3 separate regions of the Mus musculus genome follow, and regions 1 and 2 are each linked to region 3. A link is a contact called in public HiChIP or PLAC-seq and promoter capture Hi-C data. All regions are on one chromosome and are shown on one strand. The core of a region is the stretch at or near the end of the contact, and the rest is flanking DNA. Distances in the headings are between cores, read along the strand shown.

Region 1 (4,548 bases), core at 107-2,606, 960 kb after region 3:
TATCTCACCAGCTCTATGGTATTTTTGCCTCTGAATTGCTAATTCACCTTTTTGCTGTTCCACTGTATGATCCTAATCAAAATAGACCCAAATGCTTCTATTTAAAAATGCACACCGAAAATTTAGCTTTTAAAAGTTCAAGGTCCCCAAGGGATAGCTTTAAGATGTTCATTTTGATCTATGAGGATGAAATATGAGCAATGACATTGCATTAAGATGTTCATACACACAGCTGGTCAAGTTGAGATTTCCAGTCAGTGCAGAAAGAAAGCCTCACACCCTTAGGTAAGATGTGCTTCTTGCCTGCTGATAACCCAGCTCCCCTAGTGGCTTTGTGGTGAGGAAGGTCAAGCAAAGCTGGTGAATACGAAAGGAGTTCGAGAAGAAAGAAGAGAGAGCAGTCTTCCTAATCAATTCAACTTGATATTTGCTTAAGAACAAAATTGGATGATTCTGAGATTGTGTGACTCAGTGCAATCCCTGTCACAAAAAAATGTCTGGGGAAAACAACTTAAGGGAAAGGGATTTACTGTGGCTCACAGCTTCAGTCCATAATGACACAGTCGTGTTCATCTTGAGCGCTAGTGAGAAACGTCCCAGTGGAGAGTTTGTGGTAGAACAGAGCTACTCAACCATGGCTGTGGGGAGGCAAGGGAAAGGTTTACGGGTAAGACATACCCTAGGAAGGCATGCATCCAGTGATGTACTTCCTACAACTAGACTGACCTCCCCGGGTCCAGCTCTCCCCTCAACAGCCTATCAAAACTTGCAACCCACAAGTGGATTAAACCATTGACTTCAGTCATCTCAAAAAATGTCCCCATCACTCAGAGGTATAATTCACTAATCTCAATCCAATCAAGCTGTCAATCAACAGTAACTTATATGTCTGATATAAACAATAGCTTTCCCACAACACTCATGAATATTAAATATAGAAACCAGTTACATGCTAGAAATGTAACAGTATTCTCTAAGCTTAGAATTGTCAGAGCCTATTTTAAACCCTTCAACCTCCCTTCTAGCCCACTGACCAAAGGTAGCAGAGAAAGAAGGATAAAAGGAAAAGGGGTTGGTGGACCTACTTAGAAGTAGTTTTTAGGGGTAGTTCCAATCTTTGTTGTCAGGATATCAGCAGTCCAGTCCAATAGCAAACACCAAAGTCAGCAGCAGTGGCTCCATCCAGCAGAAACCTCGAGGATCCTTGGAAGTGGAATACCACCAGAAATTCCTTGGTGTGTTTCTCTCTACAAAGTGAAGACCAGAGAAAGATTGTATGGAGAAGCAATGCAAGGGTGTTCTCTTGCCATCTGTGGGGTTATGTTTATATTCTCTATAAACATCATGCACCCTCTCAAGTGTCTGCTCCAGTAAAACATCATATGCCCTCACATGGGTCTGTGTCAGCAAAACACCCTCTCACAAGACAGCTTCCAGAAAAGCATCACGTGACACAACTGAGTTTCTAAAAAATAACAAATCTTCACTTCAGTCTTCCCTAAACTTAAACTAATCTTTTCATTAAAAAAAAAAGCCTCAGTCTATTTATCTACGATTCAGTATATAAAATTGCATAAACATATATGAGAAAATCTATGCCTCTGGAGCAAATCTATTGCCATTTCTAACATAGGTTTCACATTGTAGGAATAAGGTGTGGTATATCCAAAGATTCATATTTATATATATGACAGGGTCATGATTCATTCTGTATCTGCTGATGACTAAACTTTCCAAATACTTCAGTGTACTGAGAGCAAAACATATATATGATATTATATATGATGTTATATATGATGTTATATATGTGTGTTATATAATATATGATATATAACATATAACTATGTAGTATAAGATATATATATGTGTGTGTATATATATATATGTATATGTACATACATATATATATGAATGACAAATGGAGGGGGAAATAAGGCAAGAGGCTCTCCAGTAGAGTACTTTTTGGAATAATTTTAGTGTACCAAAACAGGAAGTGTAGAATGTCAAAGGAAAAAAAATCATAACATGAAACCAATTATGCAAGCCAAAACAAAAGAGAACATATTCAAGACACCAAATTTATAACAGACACAAACAACATAAACATGTACAAACAACGTTCGTTATTTGTGATAGCTAACATGCAGAAAACACACAAGGGTTCATTCACAAATTAATGGATAAGGAAAGTGCATGTAGGCACAATGAAATGCTATTAAGGTTAGAAAGGAAGAAAATGGTGGTCTGTGCTACATCGTAGAAGGAGCTGGATGCCATAGCCCTAATTGAAGTATGTCAATTAGCGAAAGATGCATGAGTCCATCTCTTTAAATCAAATGCATCTCTAACAGCAAGTGCAGCCTGTAGAATGGTGGTGGCTTGACTAAGAGGATTGGGAAATAAGTATATATTATTTAGCTGTTAATAAATTCAATTTTGTGGGGAGTACAGGTTCTTAGGGATAGGAGTCTTGGTGGCAGCACAATACTTTAAAGGGAGACTCTTCAGCAAAGAGACAGAACAGCATCATCTTTTCATGAGTCAGAGTAAGAATGAGGGAAACCTAGGACGTTTTCCAGGGGCAGAAAAGGGGTAGAGCTCTAGAAGCAAGAAGGCAGAGATGGAAAAGCTAGCCAGAACAGAAGGGCAACAGGGAGCAGCCTGTCAACAGCCCAAGTGTTTGCTCCCTGGTGTAGAAGAGGAAGGAATGTTAATGGATGCCCTAGAGAGTTAGGCCCAGTGATAAGAAAGTGTCAGAAAACCCTGCAGTTCTTAGGAGCTGTATGTGCAGTACAGGAATTTGGTTTGAAAGAGACTGCTTCTGCAGAGCCAGGTTCCTTTAAAACAAACAAAACAGATGCTTACCTGCTGCCCTTCAGACTACTAAACCCAGGAACATTCTTAGGAAGGAACATCAAGGACCAAACTATTTGGGATCAGGAAACATGGAATAATGCTAATTCAGATTACTTGGACACTCTGCTATGCTGGCCAGGTAGATCTGTTATAACAGCTGCAGGAAACTAATATATGAAGTGGTCATTAATTTTCTCTCCATGGGTAAGATTTTTCTTTTATTCTGTACATTGAAAATATTTCTTCCCTAACAGAAAGATGTGATTGAAAATGTCTTATGACCTAACAATCAAATATCCTGGGACTAATAAGTACAACCTTGTAGAGCTAGTTTGTAATCCAAAGTTTACCTATATTCAAACAGGTTCTAAAATTCTGCGTGTCTTGAAACTTTTATCATTTCATCTTCCATATTTATAAGATTAGAACAAAAAAACAGCTCTCTTTCACTCTCCTCTAAGAATTATCAAGTATCAACAAGATATATCAATAAAATCAACTGAGAAGTTTCATAAAATATCAGTAAGCCCCCTCTCCAAGAATAATCATGTTTGGTTCATATAATATTGATTTGATTTCAGTAAAAGTTATTTCCAGATTAGTCATGGAGAGAATTCAATATGAACCTAAGAAAACATGCTGTACCTGAGCACAGAGCAAAAATGACTCAAAATAAAGCCATGGAAATAGAAGACTTGGCTACCTCTAGTATGTTTTCAAGTAATTCAGGAGTCCTTCACGAGGCATTCCTGGCAGGCAGTAACTCACCTAGCAGAATAAAGTTGCATAAGCATTTGTCAGCTGCTAAGGACACATGGATATTCATCTCCAAAGCATACTTACTTCCTTAGTAGAAACTTATTATGTAGTTCTATAATATCATTTCCTAGAAAATCCTTGTGTTGAAATTATTTCTGTCAGAAGCAACTAACATTTATACTCACATTCAATAACTGTTTTTCTTACATACATTTGCTTTCATAATGAATGGTTCATAGCTTAAAACTATAGATTAAAAAAATGGATTTGGGGTTTCTGTCTATGCCAAGAGCTGACCCGGTGCTACAGCACTCCATACACAAATACTATCGGGAGAGAGCTGGTCTCCCAGGAGTGCCGACATATCTGTGAGGATAGGTAAGAACACCACTATTGCTCAGAGGGACCTGCCTGGAACCCTCAGGACACAGGAACCAAGGAGGAGCCTGGGACAGGATATTTCCAGTTTCTGTCTACACCCCAGAGCTGACCCTGTGCCACAGTACTCCATACTCAAATACCATCGGGACAGAGCTGGTCTCCCAGGAGTGTCAACACACTTATGAGCACAGGTAAGACCACCACTTTTGCTCAAATTTCTGGCTCAAGAGGGACCAGCTCAGAGCTATCAGGACATAGGAACCAAGGAACAGTCAGGGACAGGATCCTTCTGGTTTCTGTCTGAACCTCAGAGCTGACCCTGTGCCACAGCTCTTCATACCCAAATTCCTCCCTGAGAGAATTGGTCTCCCAGGAGTACTGACACACAGGCTTGCAGAAGGGACAAGCCACAGTCACAAATAGCAAAACCAGCTAACCAGATGGTGAGAAGGACATAAAAAACTCCCTTAAAGAAATATAGGAGAACACAAGTAAATAGCTAGAAAACCTTAAAGAGGAAGCACAAAAATCCCTTAAAGAATTACAGGAAAA
Region 2 (4,416 bases), core at 1,499-3,998, 600 kb after region 3:
TACATGGCAATCTTATGATAGTGATAAGAATAATATACGGTGACAAGAATAAATGTAAGGTGACCATGCAGGCAAGAGTTCAGCATAAGAAATGAGCTAATAATATTAAAGTCATGTGTTTTACAGTTTTACTTTCTTTTATTATTACTTTACTATTTCTCTTTTCTTGTTTTCTTGCCTCAAGTTTATTTGTGAGAACAGCTTAGGACCCTGGTCATCTACAAACAGTGTGTAGTTAGGCCTGTCACAGCAGTCCTTCTGTCTGCCAGGAGCCTTTTCTATGGGGCATTTACAGGAGACAGGACACCTTTAGGAACCTGAGCTGGAGCTGAAGGGCGTTAGCTGTGGCCTCTGCCTTGGTTTGAACCTTGAGCTTTGGTTGGCAGAGCCTCGGGCCGTGTAACTGTGACTCTGCTTTTCAAGCTTGGGGTGAATGATGAAAGCAAGATGGCTGAGGAATTTAAGCTTGTTGGGCTTGATGGCCTGAGGCTTCACCAGAGTCCTGATGGCCTCTGTGGTGCACCCACTGCCTTTGCCCTGTAGGCCTGCATCTTCTTCAGGCCTTTTTTGTGCTTCTTGGCAAAACAATGTGTTCCTCAGGAACTTGGGGTCAAGGTCAACCCTCTTAAGAGATTCATGTCTTTGTGACCAGGTTTTATGTTTGGTTGGTTGGTTTTTGTTTTTTTGAGACCAGGGTTTCTCTGTACAGCCCTGGATGTTCTGGAACTCACTCTGTAGATCAGGCTGGCCTTGATCTCAAAAATCCACTTGCCTCTGCCTCCCAAGTGCAGGGATCAAAGGTGAGTGCCAGGGTTTCTTGATGCCATTTCTGTGCCATTTGTATGTGACTGGTTGTGTTTGGTGTGCTCCTTGGACTTGGCCATGTCTGCACGGTCAACCATGATTCCCACAACGCCTGGGACCAGAAAAAGAAGAGAAGGCTCTTTTCTATACTTACGTCAGAATCACCAGGTACCATATGAAACCTATTACATAAAAGTTCACGGTTACATGGTAACCATTAATGTGTACAAATTTCACACCTTACAGTCTTATTACATAAATATTAAATAGAATTTTCTTGGATTTACGTATCAAATTAAATTATAATAAGCTAACATAACATAAAACACTTGAAATCTATCATAAAAGGGAACACGCAACAGTTCCCCAATACTCAGAAGATAAGATTGTAGAAGCATTACTTTGTTACACACTGTCCAAATTTTAGGCTCTCTGGCTTTATTTCTTTAGAGAAGATCTGGCAGAGAAACACATGTTTTCAGTTTTGCTCCATGCAAAGATAATCTCCACATTAGAATTCATTATGCGCAATGTATGCAAAATGCAGCGAGCCAACTGACTCACACTTTGGTGTCATGCAAATAAAACCTAAACACAAGAAAGTGTAACATCTAGTAAAATGTGCATGAAGCCACAAAGGCTAAGATAAGAAAATGGATAGCTAAAAAAAGCAATTAGCACATTTACTGAGGGCAACCAGCAGGATTTGGAGATGAGCCATATAAATATAATCTGCTTTTGGCTAAAAGTAATGTTCTATTGGCAAACAGGGGTTCACATTTGCAGGGAAGGTTCTGTATCTGATTAAAAAATGAAAGTGAAAGTTTGTATGAAGATAGATAGAAAAAGACAGCTCTACAAATGTGCCAAAATATGATCTTCTAGTAAAGAAAAAAAATAGGAATGTATATCCTGACTTTCAGACGTTTAAAATGACACGTGTCCTCTTTTAATATTTAGAAAATATTATCCAATCATTCAGCATTTAATAATTTAGATAAGAGACAGGTTTTCTCATAAAAACATAAAGATCGATCATCCTTTCCCTAAATGGTGCCAGGCAGAATATGTGTGTGTAGTTATTTATTGATCTTTTATTCTAAGCTTGGACGTTAGGCTTCTTTTAATCAATGCATCCACAATCGATTTGACTGTTTTGTCCAAGTGACAAATTAGAATTGATTAGGAAACCCGCAGAGCTCAGAGGCTGAGGTCTCTGACGGTAACTGCTATCATGTAGGCAGTGATTACATATAACTAAATGTGTTTGGATTGCTGAGATATAAAACCTATCATGAAATAGAGGATGACTGCTCAAGATTGCATTCTGGAGTGGGGCAAGACAGCCGGGATGGGGGGCCAATGAAGGGTGGTGTGGCTTTCTAAGCATAAGAAAGTCATTCAAAAGAACACTGGGCAAAGACAGTATCTTACACAAAACCAAAAAGGCGTCAGGTTTGTTTCTTTTCCTTGAATGTTTCTGGGTTTATGTTTCTTGCCTCCTTTGATAATAATTAAACATGATCACAGCCAAATAACACCACAGAACACATAGAAAAAAAATCCATAGCCATCCCAGAAACTAAGCTATTACTCTTCATTATATGTCTCTTTGCATGAATAACTGATTGCAGATAAATGCTTTTTAATAGACTCAAGGGGCAAAGGTCAGCAAGCCCCAGTGTTACTCGGAAGCCAGTTTGCAAACACACAGACCTGCTCTTTTTTCTGCATAACAAGCCCTAATCTGCTCAGAGCAAACCCACTGAACCCTTTTTGTTCCACATTCCATCTGACAGACATTGCAGTGACCATATGTATCTTTAGTTGAAACCAAAATACATTTTACACATTACTCAACATTTGGCAGCACACCCAGGAAACATTTGTTGTGCATACCCATCTGCCCCTGGCATGCCAGTGAAGGGCAACTGACTCATGTGATCTTTTCAGTCATCTAAGAGGCAGAAAGAAGTGTTGGACCAACACTTCCTGCAGCATAGTAACAATAAAGTGAATAAGCTGTCTCTAGCCGGTATCAGGTAGCACGGGTATCAGGTGCTGTATGACTGCAAATGGAAAAGGCTCATGGTGGGCTTTCCTTTCTGTATTTTGTTTTAATTGACATGGGAGCATATCCAAATGTTTGTTGTTGACGTGTATTTACATGTAGCAGTGTGCAATCTGTGAGCTTTGTGTGGATCGTGACAGCTGGTAATTCATTTCTAGTTTATTAATATTCCCTAGTATACTCTTTGAAATTATTTGTTCACGAGTAATTGAGGATTTGATAACATTCCCAACTTATCTCTGTGTAGTCAATAGGACCCTGAGTTTTAGACTTCCGAGGACTTAGCTGTGTAACCTGCACAAAGGATTTCACCAGCCTGTCCAATGAGCTTCATTAATGAGCACCTCTTAGGGTTACTGAGAAAGCGGAATATCGTAAGCCATGGGAATATAGTTAGCACAATGTCTGTAGGTGTTTGATAAATGTAACCTGTTGTGGTTCGTCCTGTCCATCGCCTAAGTTTTTATTAGAAAATTTGAATTTATAAGAATTAGAGAGGATGAAAGGCATCAAAATGGAAATAGTCAAAAGTGTTCAAATCTGTGAAAATGGAACATCACAGCACTTTCAGTGATGTTACTAGCAGAAGAGAACACATAGCTGGAAATAAATTTCAAAAGCAATTACTAACAGAACATAATCAGGAATTTAAAATATCCTATAAATGGTCAGACTCTAATCCAATCAATTATGGCTTTAAGCTTTAAATACATCATAGATAGTCTGTACTAAGATTTAATTATAAGGCAGTTTTCTGCTGAAATAATGCCCCTAACAGCCTCCTACATCCTACTTTTTATACCTCCAGATTTTAAAACCTGGAAGAATAGAGCATTATAAATATAACTCTGGATGTACCAAACAGCGAAGAAGACATAAGCCACGGGAGTCTCAGGATTATATGAAACAAAATGAAGAAATGCAATTAAAATAATATTATTTTATATTGAATATTGATTTCAGAATTCATTGGGTAGTTGTATATTGTGTTTCCAGAGCAATCCAGAAAGTAGACCTAAATTATGTTATGTGTAAGAAACTCTCAAAACATCGTCAAAGTGTTCCTAAAGAAAAAGGGTCAATTTACTGATATGTTTAAATGCACACTACAAACGTCAAGATTTCAGGAGACAGAATGAGAAGAAGAGCCCCTTTCTGAAAGAAATGTGGCCAAGCCTGACAAAAGCAGCCTACCATTGTGGATGGCAGTACATCTAAGGTCTCTGAGGTTGACTCTGTCAGGCCCAATGTCACTGGTCACTCTAGCAGGTGTCAGACGGTCCAAAGGGTGCGCATTCCGAAGCTGTTTGCACATCAGGTTGTTGAATGCTAGCCTGTATTCGTCTTTACTCATCCATCTCCTGCTCACGGGGACAACATTAGCTTCAGAATTCACCTTTCCATTTTCCTGGGGAACCCCGATGCTTACAGAAGTAAAATGCCAGTCTCTCATGCTAGGGGACACTGCTTTTCAAAGGGTGAGTTTCACGTTGTTGTGTGCCTCCCTGTGGTGTTTGCAGCTTCTTAGACATCAAGATGTT
Region 3 (4,340 bases), core at 65-2,564:
GCTACATGGTGGGATATAAGCTACATGGTGGGATATAGGCTACATGGTGGGATATAGGCTCAATCAAAGTTTCTATTCCTGATGTGCAGCTCACGCTAGAACAAAGTTGAGAAGTTGGGTCCTCAGCCAGAGAGGGGTTTTAAGGCTTTGAAACAGATTTTACACATGGAAGAGTTCTAGGACTGGTAGAAGGTAGCTTGCCAGAAGCCACCCTATGAGACTTCCCCTGAAAGAGGTTTGGAAGATACTGAGATCACATACAGTTGCAAGCAAAGGAGAGGAAAATACTCTCAGGAGCAAGCTGGCATGGGGTTAAAATTGAAAAGCTTGTACTTTAATCCAGAAGAGACCAGCATCATAGTGTCTTCCAGGACTTGCCCAACAGTGGACCCACGAAGGGGAGAAAGTTCATTATGTCTTGTTTTGGGGACCCAACTCACCCAGCTGGAGCTGTTCGCAGGTCTGGTTTGGATTCTTTCTGATCCCGCATCTGTAAATCGCCCCAGGATTGACCACTGAGGCATTAGAGAGCCAGCTGGCAGTGGGAGCCCCCACGATGAGCCTAAAGCAAGAACCATGCAAGTTCGCTCAGACGTGAACCAGTCTGCCCACCCACTCTGCCCCGTGTTGGCTTGTGACAGCTGTGCAGTGGTCAGCAAGGGAAGTGGCACCCACCTCCTCTTCCCATGACTGGAGACCCAGGACTCAGGAGCACCCTGGGGGCTGCCATCCCAAGATAAGTTAGTTCCAAGGCTCTCCAGTGAGGCAGCTGGCTGAAGCCAGGTCTTTCTCTGACCTCCCAGGAGGGCGGAAAGTTTGATTCATACAAGGAATCCCAGAGGCGGAGGCGCTGTGACATGCCTCTTGGGGAGGGCGCACTCACCAGCGCTTCGACCCGTGGCTGTGCAGCACCACCGAGTAGCCAAACAGCGTGCCGGAGGGGCCCTGGTACAGCAGTGCATTCTCCGGGTCCAGGTTGTAGGAGTGCCCGGTTGGCACCCCGAAGTACAACAACAGCATCACCGCTTCCCGGAGGGCGATCCCTCGGGACCTCGGTCTGCACCTCGCTTCCGCAGCCATGCGCTCTTGGTGGAGAACATTCAACACAAAACGGCCACTGACCAGAGTTGCACAGGATGCGACGGTTGGCCAAAGAGAAGAGCGCCCCAAGAGATGAAGTGCAGCAGCGTGTCCGGTGCTGGCAGGCGACAGGGGCGGAGAGAGGGACGCCAGAAGAGGAGGGGAATTGGTGGCCACAGGCGGAGCGATCGTAGTGGCCAGGGATGCTTCAGGCTCTGGCCCACGCCCCGTTTCTGTGGCCCCGGAGCCAGGGGCCGGGTGCTCCTAGGATCTGGGTGGGGTCCTGGGTGTGGTGCAGTGGCTCACAGCCTGGCCTCCCTCTCCCCAACCCGATCCCCATCCCCGCCCCGCAGCAGCTGTAGGGGGCGCTAGGGGACCTAGGTTGCATGGACTCACACCCTGGCAGACATCACACACAGTGGCTCTGGCTTCTGGGGCCCAGCAAAAATAACCCTTGGGGGAACACAAAACAGATCAGGGGATTCCCTTTTGAAAGTTGGCTAAGGCTTGATGCCTTGCGGGACTTCACCAAGTGACTGGCCTCCAGGGCCAGTCCCAGTGGCCAATAATTTGGGAACTAAGACTGTGGAGAACCTTCCAGAACTTCCTCTGTCACTTATGTGCTGTGTAGCATACAGAAATTACACAGTTTGCAAGAAGCCAAAACTGCTGCCCCCCCCCCCTCCCGCCCCAGCCCTATTGGAGCATTTGGTGACAAAAGTATATGGCTAGTCTCTTCAAAACTCCCAGGCCTGCAGCCTTTTATGCAGGCTTCCTTCCTCTCTATACACTTCCTCTTAAATAGAGTCTATACGCATGAGCAAGCCAGGCAATAGCCTAACACAGAAAACCCAGGCAAGCTAAGGAAATTCTGTGACTTGCCTCACTTAGCAGACTCCACCCCTTGCTCACTTCTTCATAACTAGTCCCCATGTACACACTCAGTTACCCCAGGACATACCTACCACCAGATGTGTAGACACAGCCTAAGACAAGGTCATAACAGGCTTCTAAAAAGCCACCAGAGATCAGAGTCACAGCACACCTAAGCCAGGAGATGGGCCTCTGCTGAACATACTCCTTGTGTGCTGCTTTTCTTTTTTTTTTTAATTTTATTTTATTTTTAATTTATGTCTTACACTCCATATTCCATTCCCTGCTTTTCACGCTGGAGCAGGAGGCAAGTGCTGGTGAGTGTTAGCAGGTGAGATGCTGGCCCTCTTACCTTTGTTGCAAAAAAAAGACAAATGACAAGAAAGAAAGAAAGAAAGAAAGAAAGAAAGAAAGAAAGAAAGAAAGAAAGAAAGAAAGAAAGAAAGAAAAAGAGAGAGGGAGGGAGGGAGAGAAAGAAAGAAAGGAAGAAAGAGAGAGAGAGAGAGAGAGAGAGAGAGAGAGAGAGAGAGAGAGAGAAAGGAAGGAAGAAAGGAAGAAAGAAAGAAAGAAAGAAAGAAAGAAAGAAAGTCCGTGTCTGCCAGTTACACCAACAGAATCACAGGCCCGCAGCTGTCGCTGTTCACTGAGTCAGATCATCTCATGCAGTGGGCAGCCCCCAGTCCTCGAAACACCACAACAAATCAGCAGGATGCCTGGAGGAGCACCCAGCAACATTTTTGGCCTGATAGTAGAAAAGAAAAGTTCCCTACTCCATAAAGTTTAATTGTTTGGGAACACTTGAAGAGAGCTGGAAGGCAAGGATCGCTGAGTTGGGCTCCACACACTCTGAGAAGAGGCACGAGGGAGGAGCCGGTCAGCCTGGTTGAGGGACTGAAAAATAAAATAGCACGTGCCTCCTGAGCCCCACAGGCAGGGAAGGGATGGTGAAACTCTGGTTGGCACTGATAGCTGTACAGTGGCTAATGGGCAGGTCCTCATTTCTATCATTCAGATTACAATTTGCTACTTTTCCAGAAGTATTATTCAACAAGCCAAGACAACCCTCCTTCCTTCCCTTAGGACTTGAAAACAGCCCTGCTGCTAAAAATCCCCTCCCATTGGGGAGATAGAAACAATGTCTACCCCTTGTGCTAACGTCCCATTGGCAAACCCAGGCATGACTCTGAAATTCCTTTCCTCTGGGGAACTGTCTTAGTTAGGGTTCCTATTGCTGTGACAAAGCACCATGATCAAAAGCAACCTGGGGGAGGAAAGGATTTATTTGCCTTAGATATCCTGAATCATACTTCATAAGGGGAAACCAAAACAGGAACTCAAACTGGGCAGGAACTTGGAGGCAGGAGCTGATGGAGAACCCACTGTCTTGCTTCTGGTAGCTCACTTAACTGGCTTTCTTATGGTGCCTAAGAACACCAGCCCAGGGTGGAGGTGGTACCACCCACAGTGGGTTGGACTGTCCCACACTCTATCATTACATGAAAAAGAAAAAAAAAACATTTAAAAAGTCCTACCGGCTTGCTTGCTTGCCTACAGCCCACATCTTATGGAAGCAATTTGTCAATTGAGATTTCTTCCTCTCAGGTGACTGTAGGTTGAGTCAAGTTGACATACCCAGCACAGGAATCTATATGTTGGTTGTGTTTCTTCCGAAGCATAAGTGAGAGTTACTTACTAATATGTGGGTTCTCTTTCCCAACACACCACACCTGGAAAACCAGCAGACTGAAGGGTTCCTTGTAGAGGCATCAATGGAGACCCACTCCCAGTCTTTTGGAGATTACTTAATTCAGCCCCTCCTTCAAAGGATAGCAACTCAAACAGGCTTTCATACACCAGGTGGTAGGGAGCAGCTGGATACTCAGGGTCTCCGACCCTCCTCACTTCTCCATGTGTTGTTTAAACAGTCAACAGGTCCATTTGGGATAATCAGTTTGCAAGAGGGACAAGCTGACCTCCACAAGGTGGCAGTTGCTAGGTTCAGAGGATAGTCACATACAAGCCTCAAGCGTTAAGGCTTTGGAACTGCTTTATAAACTCCCAAATTAATGTTCTCTTTCCTCAGTGGCACTCTCCCTTGATGACTCGTTTTCATCCTTGTGATGTAGTCCCAGACTATCCCAAACCTGTCCCTCTTCCTTGGACCCCATTCACTTAGGCCATCTCTGCTCCCTAATTCCTGAAGTTCCCCAAGGCCCTTCCATCATCCTCCGGGTCTTTGACTGTCTTGACACTCTACCTGGGCACACAGCCATTCTCTGACTTCGCATGTTTTTTTCTTTCCCTTCCTCTCCCCTTCTTCCCTCCTGGTTTTCTCTCTTTCTCCCTTGCTAAAGAGATTTTTTTTCTTCCCATCCAATGTAAAGCCT

The links. Promoter capture Hi-C pulls out the DNA fragments that hold promoters and counts their contacts. HiChIP or PLAC-seq counts read pairs in DNA pulled down with a chosen protein or histone mark.
Region 1: a contact with region 3 is called in an H3K4me3 HiChIP or PLAC-seq map of bone marrow-derived macrophages, with 6 times the contacts expected there. The contact joins the enhancer-like site here to the promoter of Itga4 in region 3. A contact is called at or near these places in 6 of 39 promoter capture datasets (the 3T3-L1 cell line, 3T3-L1-derived adipocytes, cranial neural crest and 2 more) and 1 of 115 datasets of contacts at active chromatin or transcription factors (bone marrow-derived macrophages).
Region 2: a contact with region 3 is called in a promoter capture Hi-C map of hippocampal neurons, with 2.8 times the contacts expected there. The contact joins the enhancer-like site here to the promoter of Itga4 in region 3. A contact is called at or near these places in 6 of 39 promoter capture datasets (embryonic stem cells, hippocampal neurons, liver and 2 more) and 2 of 115 datasets of contacts at active chromatin or transcription factors (the SCID.adh cell line and fetal liver).

Annotation. Positions count from the first base shown.
Region 1 is chr2:78,290,024-78,294,571 of GRCm38.p6, reverse strand. It overlaps Gm14461 (predicted gene 14461), which reads right to left. Exons shown (of 6, transcript NM_177843.4): 4 at 1,086-1,247. Among named protein-coding and RNA genes, the nearest start is that of Gm14461, 55 kb to the right of the region's middle. Within about 2 kb of position 1,356, at least 2 of the 459 cell types and tissues checked have an H3K27ac peak or open chromatin away from gene starts, as enhancers often do. A contact at or near this core is called in bone marrow-derived macrophages, where this site is marked.
Region 2 is chr2:78,653,898-78,658,313 of GRCm38.p6, reverse strand. No RefSeq gene overlaps it. Among named protein-coding and RNA genes, the nearest start is that of Gm39865, 95 kb to the left of the region's middle. Within about 2 kb of position 2,748, at least 18 of the 459 cell types and tissues checked have an H3K27ac peak or open chromatin away from gene starts, as enhancers often do. A contact at or near this core is called in hippocampal neurons, where this site is marked.
Region 3 is chr2:79,252,400-79,256,739 of GRCm38.p6, reverse strand. It overlaps Itga4 (integrin alpha 4), which reads right to left and starts at 1,314. Exons shown (of 28, transcript NM_010576.4): 1 at 884-1,314; 2 at 441-562. The coding sequence starts at 1,080.